2 separate regions of the Gossypium hirsutum genome follow, and region 2 is linked to region 1. A link is a contact called in public Hi-C data. All regions are on one chromosome and are shown on one strand. The core of a region is the stretch at or near the end of the contact, and the rest is flanking DNA. Distances in the headings are between cores, read along the strand shown. Region 1 holds the start of LOC107889076 (superoxide dismutase [Cu-Zn], chloroplastic). Region 2 holds the start of LOC107889067 (internal alternative NAD(P)H-ubiquinone oxidoreductase A1, mitochondrial).

What was found. Hi-C and Micro-C count contacts between places; a contact is called where the count stands out from the background.
Region 2: a Hi-C map of leaf shows a contact between it and region 1, with 1.6 times the contacts expected there. The contact joins the promoter of LOC107889067 here to the promoter of LOC107889076 in region 1. A contact is called at or near these places in 3 of 34 Hi-C or Micro-C datasets (all in leaf).

The regions. Positions count from the first base shown.
Region 1 is chrA09:63,672,978-63,676,058 of Gossypium_hirsutum_v2.1, reverse strand. It overlaps LOC107889076 (superoxide dismutase [Cu-Zn], chloroplastic), which reads left to right and starts at 1,424. Exons shown (of 8, transcript NM_001326757.1): 1 at 1,424-1,686; 2 at 2,126-2,187; 3 at 2,288-2,327; 4 at 2,425-2,520; 5 at 2,608-2,639; 6 at 2,780-2,855; 7 at 2,997-3,050. The coding sequence starts at 1,428.
Region 2 is chrA09:63,916,042-63,919,122 of Gossypium_hirsutum_v2.1, reverse strand. LOC107889067 (internal alternative NAD(P)H-ubiquinone oxidoreductase A1, mitochondrial) reads right to left here and starts at 1,646. Exons shown (of 8, transcript XM_016813367.2): 1 at 1,069-1,646; 2 at 1-202. The coding sequence starts at 1,494.

The DNA of each region.
Region 1 (3,081 bases), core at 175-2,674:
AAAAAAAATTTAAATTTCAAATTATTTGAATTGAATTAATCGAGTTTATCAATTTTTTTTTTGAATTTCAAATTCAAATCAAGTTAAAATTTTAATTTTAAAATAAATCAAATGAACTAAATATTAAACCCTTTTACTTTCTTTCTCCTAACCCCCTCGAACCTTTTACTTTCCTCAAATAAAATTTTATTTCCTCCAAATTTTACTTCTTCCTAAACTCTAATTTTTTTTCGAATTTATATATACTATTTATATTGTTGAATTAAATTCTACATTTTGTATTATTTATTTTATTGAATTATTTAATCATGTTGAATCTTTATTAGTTTATGTTAAAATTAAATTATTAATAATAAAATAAAATATTTTTATTAAAATTTTCTGTTGCTATCAATTTCACATTTTATTTATAAAATAAATTTTATTAAAAAATCATATTTTTTTCATTTAATGCATTTTTTAATTTCAAAATCATTACTTTTCGATGATAGAATAACTGTATAATCATTTTCTACAATGGCGGAACGTGATGGGTGCTAGGAAGGACCTTGAGCCCCTAAAAAATTTATTAAGCCCTTTAATGTTTTTGAAAATTCTAATTGAATCCTTAAAATTTGAAAATTTTGATTAATTCTCTGAAAATTTTTGGAAATTCTCGTTAACCCTAACATGTCCTGCCATTGATATTTGATTTATACTATTTCTATTTTCTTTTCGCTTGTGTATTTTTGTGTGGCATTTTGTTGATGCTTTGGATTACTTCAATCTGATATTTTTAACTTCTATAAGTCGGATTGATTGATTGTTGGTTTTGGGCCTTTTGTACATAAGATGAGACTTTTGAGCTTGAGTGGGGAATGAATTTTCATTCATTTAACCCCAACCCCCCCCCCAAAAAAAAAATAATAATAATAAAAACAAAGTAACAAGTTTGCCCAAGACTAAAAGGTAAAACTACAAAGAATCAACTAAAAAAGGGTGAAATTATAGGATTTTAAAGTCAACATTTAGTCTTTAATCTCAATAAGTTTACCTAATTTTGATCTTCACGATGATGTGGTACTTTAATATTGTGTTGCTCCATCAATTAATTTTTATAGGTGATAAGTGTTACTACATCACATGGATCAAAATTGATAAATTTCTTAAATTTTAAAACTAAAGTGAATAAAAATTATTAAATTCAAGGGCTAAATATTAGTTTATCCCAACATTTTAGTAGTTTTTGAACCGGTGCGGTTCCTCAACTTCGAGCAGCATCCACGGACCGGATCATAGCAGATCCAGACAGATATAAACCCAGCACTGTACAGTCTTAGCTATATCTCACGAGCAAAAGCAGCCACCACATCCTTGGCTCACGTTATCCCCCTCAAAATCCTCACTTTCACTCCCTCACAAACTGCAAAGCTGCGGCAATAGCAGCAATGGCTGCCCATATTTTCACGACAACCCCGTCCCACCTCGCTCTCTCTTTTCCATCCTCAACTAACCCTTCAAACCCACCGGTTCTTCTCTCCTCATTTCGTGGGGTCTCTCTTAAGCTCCCTCGTCAATCCCTCTCCCTTGCTGCTACTATTCCCAAGAAGCCCTTTTCTGTGTTTGCTGTTACCAAGAAAGCTGTCGCTGTTCTTAAAGGTAATTCGGAAGTTGAAGGCGTTGTCACGTTGACCCAGGAAAATGATGGTCCGTGTTTTTGCCCCCCTCTTTTCATCATTTTATTTACTTTCTAATGCATTTTGTGATTTGGGTTTTTTTTTCTTCTAGTGGGGAAATTTTGATTCTTTGGGATTTCCTTGTTTGTTTTAGAAGGATAAGAAGCCAAAGAAATGAAATGGGTACATTTTGCTGTTTGGGGTTTTTCTTATTGACGAATTCAATTCCAAGTTTGATACTTTAAGATTTGATTGAATCTTGTACAATTAGGGTGTATTAATTTTTGAATTTTGATGCCCAGAACATATTTAAGGAAATAAAGTCATTGTGGAACTGTACTTAACATGTTCTTTCTTTGCTGTTTAACATGGAAACTAAATGAAAAAATGTTAGCTTGTAGTTCTCTTATCTTTTTGGCAATCAAATTTTGTATCATCTGGGAATGCTTATTTGTTCTGTGGATGAATAGGTCCTACAACTGTGAATGTTCGAATTACTGGTCTTACTCCTGGGCCTCATGGCTTCCACCTAGTGAGTGTTTTCGGCTTAGCTGCTTGTTGTTAGTGGATTTGAGCGCATAAAAGTTCTCCGAACAATATGATTTTAATCTTCCTTTTCGTTTCTTGTGTAGCATGAGTATGGTGACACAACGAATGGGTGCATGTCTACAGGTATAACTTAGTGCGTTTGAATCAAATGATGTGCGTTCTTATTGCGATTTAGGTCATGTATGTATAAGTTCTTTATTTTAAAATTTTTAAATGACAGGAGCACATTTCAATCCTAACAATATGACACATGGTGCTCCTGAGGATGAAGTACGCCATGCGGGTGACCTGGGAAACATAATTGCTAATGCTGATGGTAATACATTCTTAATTTTTTTTTTCCTATTTTAAATTTGTCTATGCACCAATTAACTTTATTCATTGCCTATGTCTGGTAATGCAGGAGTGGCAGAGGCAACAATTGTGGACAATCAGGTGATGTTCAATAACTCGTGTTTCTTTCTGTGCAAATCTCTGTGCATTCATTTTCTCTTATGTGTCTGCATGAATAATTTCCCTTTTCAATGTGATCCAGTATACTTTCTCAGTTGCTAAACTATGACTCTCTTGTGCAGATACCACTAAGTGGCCCCAATGCGGTTGTTGGAAGAGCATTTGTGGTTCATGAGCTTGAGGATGATCTTGGAAAGGGTAATTATTTGGCTTGCAATTCTAGCAGTTGCTTTAGTAGGAAACTTCCCTCAAAAGTTGCAGAGGGAAGAGTGACGTGTAGTGGCTATTTACTTCTTAGTTTTATTTTTCTTATATTTTTGTTTGGTCATGCATTTGCAGGTGGACATGAACTTAGTCTAACCACTGGGAATGCTGGCGGAAGATTGGCATGTGGTATGTACATGTGTACTTTTATCTACATGCT
Region 2 (3,081 bases), core at 397-2,896, 240 kb before region 1:
ATAGCATCAAGTTCAGAAGTAGCTTCCTGCGAATTGCCTGAGCATGGTGAACTTCGCGTAAAAAAACCGCATGCTCTTTTACGCCATGGATTCCAAACGTAGATGCTTGTGCCCCTGATGCAATAACCAATTTATCATATGAAATCTTAAACTTCCATGCCTCCAATGTTTGATCTCCTTCAGTCACTGTCTCACAATGCACCTTCAATGCCCGACCCAAATGTTCCATGATTAAGCCATTGAAATACCCAACATTTTACAACGTTTCATATAATTTGTACTACTTTTCTTTTCCAACGAAGAACAATAAAAGGGAAAATATTTTATCATTCAACTTGGTATTCCGATGCTGCCATCAATATCTTGGAATAAGATCCGCTCATATATAAAATATATTGTCACAATACTATTCTCAAATAATTGTCTGTAAAAATGAACTAAATTATATATGGTTCAACTCATAACGGTATCTTAAAATTTCAAGTCATCAAATTCAATTCTTCATTTCAAAGTCAATATTTTCCCATTTCAATCTTCCAATTAGGGCATAAATGAGATGTTTATGTTCATAAGTTAATTGAGTCTTACTCGAAAAATATTTGAATTTGATTCGGCAATTTTTAAAGCATATAAGCTATTGAACAAGTTGAGTTTAAGTAAGCTAATATTAGATTTGAGCAACTTGCGAGCTTAATGGAGTTTTTTTTATATGTTTATGATTTATCTTTAATGTTAAACTATTATTTTATTGTTTACATGTATACACTTAGAACCAAAGTTTAAATTTGTTATTTTACCATTAAAAAAATTATATATGAAAAAAGTTTACACTTGAGGTTGAGTTTATAAATTATGTAGACAAACCTAATTAAGTCAAGCTTAAATAGTACATTTTACTTTGAGTCAAGCTTAAGCATCTATAATGATATCTAATCAAGCTTGACTTGAGTTTTGAGTTTGAACTCCTCGTTGTTAGAGCTCAGCTCGACTCAAATACAATCCCACTTCCAGTAAAAGGGAATAGGAACTATTTTAACCCAATAAAAGGCAACATTTTGTTTCACATACCTCATGGTTCTCAGTGTTGACAGCTGTACAATTAGCAAGAAAAAAATAGGAGCCAGGTGCTGAAGAAATGGAGGGTTGAATCCTGGAAATGGGTTCAGCGACGGACCTGAACTCGAGAGTCCCAACACAAGTGGAAGCCAAGAGGGGAGTAAACACCATATGATTCCTAGGTGAAACGCAAACGATGTCATACAGCTTGGGGTCCAAGCCTTTCATTAGCCTGGAACCTGCCCAACCTGAGCCTAACACTACCACCCTTGGTTTCTCATCTGCTTTGGTGGGTCCAAGACCTGAAGGTTGAGCCGCAACTGGGGGTTGGTTGGCGGTGCTGAAATGGGATAAAGAAGTTAGTATAAGGTTAGTGGTGATGGGGCTCTTAGCTTTGGTAGCTGTCGAGATTTTGATGAAATTCCTACACCAAAACATGGCTGATTGATTATCACTGTTTCATAATTTCATTTTCTTTAAAAATGTTAAAAAGATTTGTTGGGGGCATTAAAGATGGGTTTTTCAAGGTCCAAAGATTGTGGATATATTTCAGATTTTCTGCGGAATTTATGAGTCTCAGAATTTTGAGTAAGATTTTTGTTCCACAAAAATAGGATTTACTAATGTGATGGGTTTGTGCCACGTGTCAATTGGCTAAACTTATCTTACAAAAAGGCAAAATTTTATTACTGAATTTTGTAAGAATAAATGCATTCATGCGAATTAATAAGATAATTATATTGGGAGCGATGAGATGACTGCAGTTTTTGATGAATAAAAAACTGGACAATAATCAGATTAGTGATCCAGAAATTGTAACCGAAGTTAAACCGGACAATAACCACTTTAATTAACTTATTATTTAATTATAATTGGTTACTAAATAATATGTATTCTATTTGTTTTAATTTTTTTTACCTTAATGTTTTTTTTTCATCGTTTTTAACTATTAAATTTATTTTTTTACCATTTTATCAAATTTTTTATTCTTATATATTTTTAAAAAAATTTAGAATTTAGTGTTTATACTTTTATTTTTTAAAATAGTTTTTTTACTATTTAGATTCCAATATTTAGATTCAGTTGTTAATACAGTTAAATTTTTTATTATTGTTAAATTCATATTAATTATAGCATATATATATTTTTTAAAAATTATATGACTACTAAATATTTTTCTTTTATTCCAAAAAGATAAATGCATTGCCACTAGGCCATAAACATCATATCTCTACCCATACCAGCATTTGTTAGAGCATACACAAAAGAATTAGTCTTACGAAGGACATGAACAAAGCACACCATCCTAAGATTAATTTTTGGAACCTAAAAATTAAAAAAAAAAAAGAGTTCATTAGAATTTTTTTTAAAACAATTGTGGTTCTAATTAAAAATTTTAAATTTTTTTGAGATTAATGAAAATTTTTAAATATTTTAAGTGAGTTTAATTAATTTTTAAAAAAAAATTAAAACCTATAATGAGAATTTTTAAATATTTAAAAAAATCTAATTGAAATTTTCTAAAAATTTAAAAAAAAATCATAATTTCTTAAAAAATTTTGGAACCAAGGATTTCTAGGCCCTTTAAACGGTCTGCCTCTCCACACCTTCCCAAACATCAAAATCAGATGATGAATACTATTGAACAACTCCCTAAATTTTCAAGTAGGGGTGAAGATAGGAAATTTTTTTGGGACAAAATTAAATTATATATTTTTATAATAGTAAACATGTAATTTTATCATTTTAATAGTCTATGTTTTTATAACTTTCAAAGGATTAAATTAAATTTTTATCATTTTTGAAGGGTTAAAGTACACTTTTATTATTACTAATTTAAAATTTTATAAATTATATAGAGAACTAAATAAAAGAAATTTCCGACCCTATCAGCTCCTCTTATCCAAGGTTGGTTATGAAGCAAGGAAACCCACACAAAAATAGTGGCGGAGTTAGATTAGATTATGAGTTTAAATTTGGAAACCATATTTAATAGTGAAATTTTAACAAAGTTTGAATGGAAAG